Linked DNA regions of Sus scrofa: all the other regions are linked to region 3. The links are chromatin contacts, called in public Hi-C and HiChIP or PLAC-seq maps. All regions are on one chromosome and are shown on one strand. The core of a region is the stretch at or near the end of the contact, and the rest is flanking DNA. Distances in the headings are between cores, read along the strand shown.

What was found. Hi-C and Micro-C count contacts between places; a contact is called where the count stands out from the background. HiChIP or PLAC-seq counts read pairs in DNA pulled down with a chosen protein or histone mark.
Region 1: a contact with region 3 is called in a Hi-C map of skeletal muscle, with 4 times the contacts expected there. The contact joins the promoter of HNRNPR here to the promoter of E2F2 in region 3. A contact is called at or near these places in 3 of 47 Hi-C or Micro-C datasets (embryonic fibroblasts and skeletal muscle).
Region 2: a contact with region 3 is called in an H3K27ac HiChIP or PLAC-seq map of alveolar macrophages. The contact joins the promoter of PITHD1 here to the promoter of E2F2 in region 3. A contact is called at or near these places in 1 of 5 promoter capture datasets (liver), 2 of 47 Hi-C or Micro-C datasets (fetal liver and liver) and 1 of 2 datasets of contacts at active chromatin or transcription factors (alveolar macrophages).

The regions. Positions count from the first base shown.
Region 1 is chr6:81,237,254-81,241,210 of Sscrofa11.1, reverse strand. It overlaps HNRNPR (heterogeneous nuclear ribonucleoprotein R), which reads left to right and starts at 1,388. Exons shown (of 11, transcript XM_021095513.1): 1 at 1,388-1,948.
Region 2 is chr6:81,589,539-81,593,582 of Sscrofa11.1, reverse strand. It overlaps PITHD1 (PITH domain-containing protein 1), which reads right to left and starts at 2,715. Exons shown (of 6, transcript XM_003356196.3): 1 at 2,314-2,715; 2 at 1,643-1,686; 3 at 1,195-1,272. The coding sequence starts at 2,511.
Region 3 is chr6:81,395,824-81,400,222 of Sscrofa11.1, reverse strand. It overlaps E2F2 (transcription factor E2F2), which reads left to right and starts at 1,361. Exons shown (of 7, transcript XM_021095527.1): 1 at 1,361-2,128. The coding sequence starts at 1,877. LOC110261115 (a long non-coding RNA gene) reads right to left here and starts at 1,400. Exons shown (of 2, transcript XR_002344941.1): 1 at 1,132-1,400; 2 at 1-409.

The DNA.
Region 1 (3,957 bases), core at 139-2,638, 160 kb after region 3:
TCTTTCACTGTCACTAATAGGAATCACAGACATTTTCATATCACATTATAGTTATGGCATTTCTTGAAATATCTTCTCATTGCTTTAAAATTTCAGTAGCTGTTTGACCTGCTGCAAGATCTTGATAAAGATTACTATATCACATATCTCCTAATTGTATTTCAACATAGTGTCTTTGATAATGCTACATATTTTAGGCATTAAAACACCTAAAAGAGGAATTCCCGTCGTGGCGCAGTGGTTAACAAACCTGACTAGGAACCATGAGATTGCGGGTTCAATCTCTGGCCTCACTCAGTGGGTTAAGGATCTGGCGTTACCATGAGCTGTGGTGTAGGCTGCAGACGTGGCTCAGATATGGCGTTGCTGTGGCTGTGGTGTAGGCCGACGGCTACAACTCTGATTGGACCCCTAGCATGGGAAGCTCCATATGCCGCGGGAAGTGGCCCTAGAAAAGGCAAAAAAGACAAAAAATAAACAAACCCTAAGAGGTCCATAGCTTATACCAGACTGTTGAATGGCACAAAACAGATTAAGAACCCTTGAGTTAGAGGGAGATTTATCTGAAGCTAATAAAGTTTAAGCTTCAAAGTCCCTTTACCATGCTCTTCCAAGACACTTCTAAATTTGTACTCATCATTTAAGATATTTTTAAGGATCCCATCATTTGTATAAGTCTCACACCCCTCAACACAAAAGTTGGATCCACCGTGATGTTTAGCTCAGTACTGGGCACATAGGTTTTGAGTAAATAATTTTTGGTTGATAGCTTCTGGAAAATCTAATGGTCCTCGAAGTGTATATGGAAGTCTTGCGGAACACTGCTTGACTTCCTCCACTCCGGCGCGGAGGGGAAGGGTGGGGTGTTGGAAGTTGAGGTAGGGAAGGAAGGGATGTGGGATTAGAGGTTTGGATTAAGGCGAGGACGAGGAACAAACCAGTAGGTGTGGAGGGTGAGAAATGTTTCAGAATAACGGAAATTAGTCTCCTTTGGGAATTAGCTCTTTTCCTGGCACGGCTCTTTGGGGTTCGTGATGTATACGTCTGTCCTGCTTTCTGAATATTAATTAGCGTCAAACCCCGCGAAGAAAGGTCCCTGCTCTGTCATTTGTACTTAACTGCTTCTGAGTAATGCCCACTTTAGCGATTTCTCCCACATTCTGATCTGCTCCCAAGGATGTGTGGAAGGCAGCCGAGGAAGCCGTTTTCTGAGCGTTCCAAGGGATGATTTTCTACACGAAAAGATTCTCGGAAAAAAACGGGCGAGCCAAATCCTTAGATCGTGCTCTAATTAAAGTCCCAAAGACGACCTAGAGGAAGGCCGGACCGCGTGGCGGTGGGCGTGTCTGGGGCGAACGCCCGCGGCGGCCGCGGCGGCGGCACGCGGGGGAATCACCAGCGCTGCGGCAGCGGCGAAGCGGCGGGAAGGCCGCGGCCCGCCAGGGCCGGCGCGGACGGCAGGGGGCGGGATTCCGGAGGCGGCCACGCGGCGCGAGGCCTACTTTTTCGGCTTCGCGTCTGCAGCAGACGAGGAGGGCGGGGCCTCGGCCACCCTGGGCCCGGTGCCCCGCAGCCTCGCCTCCACCCGGGGCTTCACGATAGACCCCTTTGTGTTCCTACCCCCGCCCCGGAGGCGCCCCAGCCGGCGGCGCTGAGTTCCCTCATTGGCTCAGCCTACGGCTTCATCGATTGGCTCCCGAGCGTCCGGAGTAGTGAGCCTCTTCTCACTACTATTGGTCCTCTGAGCTGTCCCTTAGGCTGCCGCGCGAGGTGATTGCCCGGCCGCTCCGAGTCCCTGGAAGCAGTTCCGGGAAACCCCGCGTGCTGCCGGGATCGCGTCTCGGTCCATGAGGGGGGGAGGGGGTGGCGCGCGCGCCATTTCTAGTCGTTTTCAAAGCGCCTCGCGCTGATTCTCACGGGCCCGGCCGCCGGCCCCAGATCTGTCCTGGTGAGTCTCGCGCCGGCCCGCGGGGGGAGGGGCCGGGAGCCCCGATCCGACCCTAGTGGGCCTGGCCGGGGCTCCGCACCGCGTCCCGTTTGGTTTTCTCCGAGGCCCCGGGGTGGGGGTGGGGATGGGCTGGGGGCGGCTTTGGCCTCTCCCGCCGCACCGCTGAGGGCCTAGCCCCGCTGAGGCGCCTCCTCACCCTCGCTCATCCTCCCCCCGCCCCTCCAACCCCTAGCCCTCGGTCCGGCCCACCGGGCGCCCTTCGCGCGGCCTGCCGGGTCGGTCGCGCTTTTCCCGCCTCCGCCTGTCGCTCCTCGCGGCCGGGTTGGGCCGGGCCGGACCAGCGGCCTGAGGCGTCCACGGCACCATCGCCTTTCCCCGTCGGAGCCTCCAAGCTCCTGTCTCAGTCGGCCTAGCTATGAGTGGGATGTGTTGATGCTTGGGACAGGCATGAGTGGGGGTGGGTGGGCAGAGGGCGGGATGCAAACCCCGAGTGACCTGAGCCGGGAGAAAACTTTTGTGCGAAGCAGAGGCCGAAAGGCGGGTATGTGTAGAAAGCCTCCTTCCCCTCCCCCATTCTGCATGCTGCGAGTCGAGATTTGAAGGAAAAAATGACTATTAGAGGCCATGAAACTTAGGCTTCGAGCGGCGTCTGAGATACATAATTCCAGGAATGTCACAGGCGCACTAAATTGGAAAGGCGATTCTTTTTTTTCTATGGTAGAAGCCGTATTGCCAGAATTTAAAACTTGAAGCCCTGGGGTTCTTGAAGGGTTCAGTCCTTTTACGCTACCTGTTTGAGATTTTTGCTGTCCTCTGGAGGCTGAATTTATGTCTCATGAGTCAGTCGTAGGATAAGGGCTTGACACTCCTAAGCCGAGTTAACCGTTAGTTTTCATTTCGTTGGTTCTTTAAAAGCCAGTCTCTTAAATGTGAAGAGTTTTCACGAGATGTTCAGAAAAAGTCAGGGAGAGGCTAGTGTCAGACTTCCCCAATGTCCCAGCAGCCCTTATTTAAATTTCTACTTTTTGCAAAACAGTGTAGATCAAATGACTTTAGTCACATTAGTATATTTGCTGCATCCAGAAATATGGTTTGGCTGTGTGGCATTGTATTGACACAAAACAAGAGTTTTAAATGGTCTCATAATGACATAAAAATCTTTTTAAAAATGAGCACATTGTATTTGGCTTGGAGAGAGGTTTTCCTTGACATGAAAGGTTTTATTTTCTGGACTCTAATAGCTGTACTTTTTTTTTTTTTTTTTTTTTTTTTTTTTAAGGTTACAGACTTTTTGAAATTTTCAACCAGTTTCAGAATCACCTTGTAGAGAGCCTTTGCAGTGAATGGTAGACATAAATATTTGTCTTGCGATTAATACACAACTTGTCTTTTTGCTTTACACATACTTAAAAGAAAAAATACCACCTTAACAGATGTTTATTGAACTTTTCTGTTAAAAATTTGCTTTCTTTCCGTGACTAATAGAATTCTCAGATGCAATACTGCAAGGGTTTGTGTTACCGAGAACTTTTGAGTTCTGATGATCTTATGCTCGTATGGGGGGGGAACAACTGTATGTTCATAAAGAGATTTTGGACTTTAGGATGCATCTTTGTAGAAGTAGGTTGTATTAATCAGTAAACGATTTATCTTACACTGTAAGTAGCTTCTTGATCAAAAGTGTGCCAGTTTTGAATGTTTTTGCCAGTCCATCAGAATTTGGGGCTTGTCTTGAGAGACATTTATCTACCCAGAATTTAACCGTGGAGTCTGCATCTGTATAGACATTATTGGGTTACTAAGTCTTAATGATGTTTTGTAATCATAATAAGTCATGATATTTATCTCATTTTCAGAGGGACCCTTTCTGCATTTTCCTCTCTTCCTACTCAGTCTCTTCTTCCCTTTTTCATTAACTTCAACTAAATATCAGTGGACTTTGAAATGAAGTTGTTTTAATTAAGAAGAATGCACTTGGTGTGCATTTGCATAGTGTTTTGATAAGCAGT
Region 2 (4,044 bases), core at 1,466-3,965, 190 kb before region 3:
TTCAAAAGAACTTTTTTTTTTCCTTTTTGCTATTTAGGGTCACACCCACAGTATATGGAAGTTCCCAGGCTAGGGGTTGAATCAGAGCTGTAGCTGCTGGCCTACGCCAGAGCCACAACATGGGATCCAAGAAGCATTGCGACCTACAGCACAGCTCACAGCAGCCCAGGATCCTAAACCCAGTGAATGAGGCCAGGCACATCCTCATGGATACTAGTCGGATTCGTTACCACTGAGACACAACGGGAACACCTCAAAAGAACTTTTTATGTAAAGTTCTTCTGATACTTGTTTCTCCAGCACTCAGGAACTGGTCCCCCCACTGCCACCCCTGCTTTTTTTTTTTTTTTTTTTTTTTTGCTGCACCTGAGGCATGTGGAAGTTCCAGGGCCAGGGATCCAACCCACATCACAGCAATGACAATGCCAGATACTTAACTGCTACTTCTTTATTTTTTTGGCTGCGCCCAGGGAACATGGAAGCTCCCAGACCAGGGACTGAATCCGAGCCACAGTTGAAACCTTCGTCACAGCTGTGGTAACACCAGATCCTTAACCCATGGCACCCAGCCTGGGATGGAACCCACACCTCCATAGTGACCCAAGCCACTGGAGTCAGATCCTTAACCCACTGCACCGCAACAGGCACTCTTCCTCCCTCTTAGAAAGGATCCACTGGAAGTTGTTAAAGAGGAAGTATGAGCTCTGAGGTCAACAGGTTCAGTTTTACAAGAGGCAGAGAGAACTTTGCTAACTAAAGCCATGCAAACTCAGATGGGGTGATTCCAGCTCAACAAAACACACAGAAAGATTATAAGTGTCTGAAAAAGCAAAGGAAAAATTTGAAGCTAACCCCAAGAGTAGAATCCATAAAGGTCATTTGAGATCTGCAGATGTGTTATTAAGAAAACTGCATAGTCATCAACAGTTGGCATTTATAGGATGCTCTCTGAATGAATGATGCCATAGCAAGGCTTTGAAGAGAGACAAGCTGTTGGCCCTAAAGATGCTTAATCTAAAAATGTCATTAATTCAGGAAAAGATAAGCATAATCTGTACAAACAGAAGACATCTTTTAGGGGGGGATATTTAACGCAGTATAGAAGAAAAAATCATTATTCTGGAATAAAGTGCTACCAGAGGAAAGAGAAAAAGAGACAGGAGCTTCTTGAGGGCCTAAACCCTTGCCACTTACAGTCTCATCTCAGAGGGGTGTGAGTCATCATCTTCTCCCATTATAATGATGCCTTTGAGCTTGACATTGCCTGTGAATCTGCCAGAAGGCAAAAAAGAGAGTTGTCAACCTGGGTTGGAATCTCTGCTGAGCTGTGTGATCCTGTGCAAGACCCTTCCCCTTTCTGGCCTTCAGTTCATGCTTGTGTCAGACTTGTACTAGATAATTTCTAAGATCCCACCTGCCTCTGGCATTCTGTGGTTCTAAGAAATTTACCTTGACTTCTCAGTTATCGTTTAAGAACATCTTTTCTCAGTCTGCACCAAGAAAGCAATGATGCTTTTCTCCTCACACCCACCACGGTAATTTACCCCATTTCTAGAAACAGATGTGTGCTCCTGACACCACCAATGAATGAATCCTGAGTATAGCCTATTCAGCCTGAGGCAAACACCAAGGAGATACTTACGGAATATTAAACAGAAGCTCTTCATCTGCATCACTTTCAACAAACTGGAGGGAATGGGGAGGGGGTAGGAGAAAGCAACAAATATTTGCTGAGAGCCTACAATTTTAGACATGTTCCACCCTGTTTTACAGCTGAAGTGCAATGCAAATAGTCAACCTCCCTCGATTATCCAGCACTTATTAACATTCAGGGCCGATCAGCCCCCTGCAATTGTCTGCAAAGATCTACGATCCACAGCTTTCGAATGGCTCTGTGACCCCGCAATGGTGAACGCTCGAGATAGATATCGCGCTTTATCTCCCCAGGCCGGTCTTTGGTCTTCATCTGGTGATAAGTGATCAGGCTGCAACTGGACTAGTGGTCAAGCGGTAAGGAAGACGCCCTGATGGCCATCCTCCCCCACGACCTCCCGAAGCCCTGGACTGAATGTTGGATGTGTAAAGCAAAGTGCCCCTTTCTGTCTCTGGGCCTCAGTTCCCTTAACCTGCAAAATGGGGAGACTCGCCTCTGTCGCCTCTCAAAGGGCTGGCAGGAGACGGGCATGGGAAAGCGCTTGCCAATCGGGCTGTGGTTATTTTTAACTTTAGGAACAAGGTTGACAGCAGACGGGCGGCCTGAGGCCCCGCTCGGGTCCCCGCCTCGCCCGCCCGCCCAGGCTCGGGAAGGCCCACCTTGGAGCGGTCGGTCCGCTCCTCCCAGGGCTTGAAGACGCCGCGACCGCTGCCTTCACGGCTCTCGTTGAGGCACTGCAGCCGCTCCAGGTCGATGCGCAGGTACAGGCCGTAGGCCAGGCCGCGCTGCTCGGGTGGCTCCTCCCGTTCGGCGGCACAGCGGCAGCCGCTCCCGCCGTGGCTGTGGCCGTGCGACATGGCGACGCCGCCGCCGCCCGCGCGTCCCTTCGGCCCTGCCGCAGCGGCCACCCGCGCTTCGCTCGTTTCGCTCCGGCCGCCAAGCGCGCAGCGGCCGCCGCGTCGTAAAAGGCGCCCCTGTGCGACGCATGCGCTTGAGGAGCACAGGGCGGGGCTCGGAGGGGGTTACTTTTGACCCAGCGGTTTCAGGAGCCAGGGAGCTGATTAATGTTGACTCTTTCAGCCTTGGAGACGGATGTTGTTGCCTTCCCAGGTTTTTTGCCAGATGTGGAAACTAAAGGGCAGAGAGATTAAATGGTGTTCCGAGAAAATGTTGGGGCTGGGTTTCGAATCCCCCTCCCCTTTAGACTAAAGTCTGTTCCCTCTTTGTTTACCACCACCGTTTTTGGGGGAGCTGGTGGCGCAGTGATAAGGCCCTGAGGAGCAGGGAGCACATTATCACGGCCTCACTTGTGCGCGCTTAGGCCTTAGAGCTCACAAACCCACTGTCATAGCCACTATCTTCACAGTGGGCTTAGCGGTCGACACCAAGGGCTTTAAGGACAGCCGAATCTGGAGGCAAGTCCTGGGTCTGTTACTGACTGTGTGACGCCCCAGTAACTCATGTTCCCCTGAGACTTCGTCCTCCTCTGTAAAGTGGGGCTGGTAATATCTTTTTCATAGGATCGCAATGAGTATTAAATGAAATAATGCACTTCAAGAATTCAGCACAATAGGGAGCCCCCGTCATGGCTCGGCGGTAATGAACCGCACTAGTATCCGTGAGGACTTCGGTTAGATCCCTGGCCTCGCTCAGTGGGTTAAGGATCCGGTGTTGTGATCTGTGGTGTAGGTCGCAGACGCGCCTTGGATCTGGCGTTGCTGTGGCTGTGGCCTAGACTGAGAGCTGCAAGTGGGATTCAACCCCTAGCCTGGGAACTTCCACATACTGCAGGTGCAGCCCTAAAAAGACAAAAATTAGGAGTTCCCGTCGTGGCACAATGGTTAACGAATCCGACCAAGAACCATGAGGTTGTGGGTTCGATCCCTGGCCTTGCTCAGTGGGTTAACGATGCGGCATTGCCCTGAGCTGTGGTGTAGGTTGCAGTCGCAGCTTGGATCCCGCGTTGCTATGGCTCTGGCATAGTCCGGTGGCTACAGCTCCGATTGGACCCCTAGCCTGGGAACTCCGTATATTGTGAGAGCAGCCCAATAAATGGCAAAAAATAAATAAATAAATAATTTTTTAAAAAAAGAATTCAGCACATTAGCTGACACATGGTAAGAAGTCAGTAATTATGATACATCTTGATTCAAATTCAGGCGCTTCCACTTACTAGCTGTGAGGCCTTGGGCAAGTGATTTAGCTTCCCTGAGAGTAAACTGAGTTTACTCCCTGTAAATAAAATAATTGGACTAGATGAATTTTAAGTCCCCTCCCTATGTGATATTTCAGAGCAGTTTTTTGTTTTTTGTCTTTTTGCCTTTTTAGGGCCGTACCCGAAGCATATGGAGGTTCCCAGGCTAGGGGGTCCAATCGGAGCTGTAGCTGCC
Region 3 (4,399 bases), core at 112-2,611:
ACTAGGCTGGGTGCTGAGAGCTTTACATGTGGTATCTCATGAGATTCCCCCACAATCTTATGAAGTGAGTGTCACTAGGGATAAGGAAACCCGAGCTCAGAGAGTTTACAGAACTTGCCTGGGGTCACACAGCTAGTGAAGTGACAGTGCCTGGGATTGAACCCAGGGCTGTCTGCCACAAAGTCTGGGTTCTTCATCCCCATGAATTATTACCACCTCATCCTGGAGATCTGAGGATCCGGTAGGTAGTAAGCTGGAGACTGACTCCAGAGTGCTTCGAATGCCAGGCTCAAACTTGTATAAAAATCACACAGCACCAGGCAGGAATCAGCAGATATGGAATTTAGCAGCAACTTCTGGAGCCTCTGCCACTCACTAGCCAAGGTCTCTTCTCTGAGCCTTGGCCTCCCTAAATTTGGAGAGATGAGGAATGTAAATGGATTATCAGCAATGAGGGAAGGAAGACCTGTGACTAAAGGATTGTTTAGGAGAAACCTGGAGATGTGCAATTATTTACTGAGTGATGGGCTCTGGGCATACACTGTGAACAGGTTGGAGCCCTGCAGTCTGAACTCCCAAGCAAGCCTGCAAGGGGCCGGGCACAGCTTGGGAGAGTGAGGGAGGAGACTTTTATTGGAACAAATAAGGGCCCAGGAGCTGGCCTGTCCCATGTTGAACTGCCAGACCTCAAGTCGCTGATCTCTCTGTGTGACCTTGGGCAAGTTACCTAGCCTCTCAGACTGTCCATCTTTGCCACGAAGAACATTGTTCCTCTTCTGAGGGTTGTTGGATTAAATTAAATGAAATAAAACGAAATCATCTAGCCAGGTGCTTAGCATAATCAATATGCCAGGTTATGGGAGCTCAATAGATGTCAGTAGCCCCCTTTGAAGAGGTACAAATGTTAGGTTCCGTCTTTCACCCTCTTGCCAGGAAAGAGTACAGGTTCCTGGCTTTCAGTTTCATTTTGGCTCTCATTTCATTTCATTTCATTTTAGCGGGGGGAAAAGGATATAAACACACATATGTTATCTGAACTATACGCAAACAAAAGGCCTGCGTCCTGGGCAGTGTACTGCTTGCTGGGTCTGGGCTCTGGTCAGGACTCCACGCCAAAGTGTTTTCCCTCACCTCCAGGGAATTCGGACCCAGTCCTCAGCTTGCGGCTGCCTCTACCCTGGGCGGGAACCATCCTCTCAGTCTGTTTCTCCCTCAGCCAGCGCTGGCGGGCGCCGAGCAACAGCAGGTGTAGCGGCCCCTTTAAGCCCCAGGCTCTTGTTGTAATCACCGCCTAGGGGTCGGGTCCTTTCCGGGGGGTGGAGCCTTTGCCTGTGTCAGCGACCAATCAGAGCGCGGCATTTTCCGCGGGAGATCCGAATTTCGCGGCACGCAGTTTCGCGCTAAAAAAAAAAAGAAGAAGAAAAAAAAGAAGCAGAGAAAGGTTCAGGGACTCGAGAGCGAGGCGAGAGGGAGTCGGTGCAATCGGTCTGTCTCCCCGATCCCAGCGCATCGCGTTTCTGCCGAGCCCGCGGGTACCCCAGAGACCCCTTCCCGGAGCCGGCTGGATCCCAGGCGCCTAAGCCTTCGGGGGCTCAGGGCCCTCGCTGGTCGCAGCCGTCCTCGGGGCGGGACAGCCCCTGGCTGTGCCGCCGCCGCCGCCGCCACCAAGCGATCTCCAAGCGGCGATCTCCAAGCGCTGTCCGGCTCGGCGGCGGGCCAGGAGGGGAGGGTCTGGCCTTGCCCCGCCGGCGTCCATTGGCGGCTTCCCCCGGCCTCCGCGCCATGCCGCGGGTCGTGTGAGCCACCCTAGGCTCCGAAGCCCGCAGGTGCCTGCGGGCGCGCCAGGCCCGGCTGGGGAGGGGGCGCTGCACTCGCCATGCTGCGAGGGCCCCGGGTCCTGGCTCCTGCCGCGGGGCCGCCCCCCACTGGACTGCCCGCGATGAGCCCCACCGAGCTGTGGCCGCCCGGCCTTAGCAGCCCCCAGCTCTGCCAGGCCACCACCACCTACTACACCCAGCTGTACCCGCAGACTATGCCTCCCGCCGCAGCGCCGGGCACCTGCCTCGACGCCACCCCCCACGGACCGGAGGGCCAAGCTGTGCGATGCGTGCCGGCTGGCCGGCTGCCGGTAATGCTGGGGACCCCCCTCACCCACCGCTTCCCTCTCTGCTTATCTGGGTGTGGGAAAGGCGGGAGGGACCCAGTCTGAGTGAAGCAGGTTGAATCTGGGGAGGGAGAAGGGGCGCTTTCAGCTTCCAGAACAACACATTTCCTAAATATCTGAATAGAAGAGCCTTTCGTTTTCAGACTTGGGGTGAAATAACCTCATTTCTTGGAGTGGAATGGAATGAGCACTGGATCAAGAGTGTGGAGACCCAACACTATCCTCAGTGCACCCTGGGGAAGACCATGGGATCAATTTGCTGTCATTCATTCTTGTGTTCATTGTTTGGCCCAGAAACCAGTGCTGGGCACCTGCTATTGTCCAGTCACAGAGCTGAGCCTGGGGACAGTAACAAGGGACTTTAAAATAGGGGGAGGTCTCTCAGGTCCAGTCGGGCTGAGATTCCAAATTTTGCACTGAGCCAACTCTTTCCTGACTTTTGCCCTAGGTCCTCCCCCAGGCTCAATCTTCTGTTCCAGACAGCCAGTAGCAGGTGCAAGTTGGGGGCAGCCCTCTGGGGTTCCTGTTCAGATTGACTGTTCCTTCTTCAAGCCCCCAGGCCCGTTGCCAGGGAGGGGCCAATGTGTGGTGGCACCAGACACAGGGTGTGTTGTGTGGGAGTGGAATTCCTGGAGCCCATGAGAATCGAAACAACCATAGGGTGGGGATGGAGTTGGAAGAGCCCTGAGGGTGTGGGGGTGGTAGTTAGCGAGCCTGGTTTCTCGTCCTGATTGCCATTTATTCGCTGTGTGTCCTTGGACAAGTCTTGGCCCCAATCTGAGTCCCAATTTCCTTGTCTTGAAAATGTGTGTCTGCATGGGTAGCTGTGGGACTAACTCACCTCGAGTCTCTTCCAGCTCCAGGTCCTGGGTTTTGGAAGCAGGCTCCAAGGAGGGGAGATGGGGCTCTTGTGGGTTTGCTTTGTGTGAGTGGTGAAGTAATTCAGGTACAGGGATAAGACCACCCCTCTGCCCTAGAGGCATCTGGTCAGACCTGTGTCAGTCAGCAGGCATAGGTCTCCAGCCACCTCTGGCTACGGGCAGAGTCCCCCACTCCCTGCTGCTTGAATCCTGCTTTGCCCATGCTCAAGGCTTAAAACTTTTCAGGGCTCCTTCCTGAACATTATTTCCAACCAGGAGAAAGGAGCAGGAGGACTTTTCCTATTTCACAGGTCAAACAGCCAAGGGTAACAAGGACTCTGCACCTATATTTTATTCAGCATTTTACAGCCTAAAACAGTTTTGAAACCTATAAAGTAGGTGGTATCAGTGTGCAGGGAGGGAAATAGTCTTGCAGAGGGGATGGGACCTGTCCAAGGTCACACAGAGAGATGTATGACCCACAAGGCAAGTGATCATTAGTTTCTTCCCGCAGCCTTGACTTTCCCCAGTACTGCCTGATGTAGGAGCTGGGTGTCCCCACGGAGGGGGCTCAGCGGTGGGCCCAGTCTCTCCTCTGGCCAGCTGCTTTCAGGCAACCCGGCAGAGTTTCAGTAACAGCTGTGGTTTTGAACTGCTTCCCTCCCAGAGGAGTCGAGTGCATCTGTCCGTCCCTCCCTCCCTGAGAGGCTCAGTGATCACAGCAAGAATGACTCTCTTTTATTGAATGCCTCTGATGTGCCAGGCACTGCTTGGCACTCTTCGCTTTCGTTATCTTGGCCAAGATGCCTGGCAAGAGGCATCTTACAGATGAGGAAACTGAGCATAGACGTGAAGTCACTTGTCCAAGCTCCAACCAAGACATGGTAGCATCTCTTTGCATCAGACCACCCTCAAGGCATTTGGGGCCTAGAACCCCCCTCTCCTGTTGGTCCCCAGCTGCCCTGTGCCCCTGAGTCCCCTGGGCAGGCCTTGGCCCCCTGCTTACTCATTTTAACAGGGTGTGACCTGGAATAGCTCCAGACCCAACCCTGGGTGTGGCCCCTTGCTTTGTGGCCAGGCTGCAAAGTGCAGGGTGAGCAGGATTTGTTGGGGAGCTGCTGTTTAAAGGGACCTTAGGCACTGCCCAGGGATGGCAGCCAAGTTCAATGGCAGAATGAAGGCGGGAACCCAGGTCTCCAGAGCTCTCTCCGCCACCTCTGGAGAAAGTGTGGGATGTTCCTTGGTTAAGTTCCTACTGCGCCAGGCACGTGGCCTCACTCTATGCCTTTCCTGCAGGAACCTGTGACGAGGGTAGAATTCTGCATAATTTGTCTGTATTTTCCAAATTTCCTCTGAGAGCCAGGAAAGAAAATGA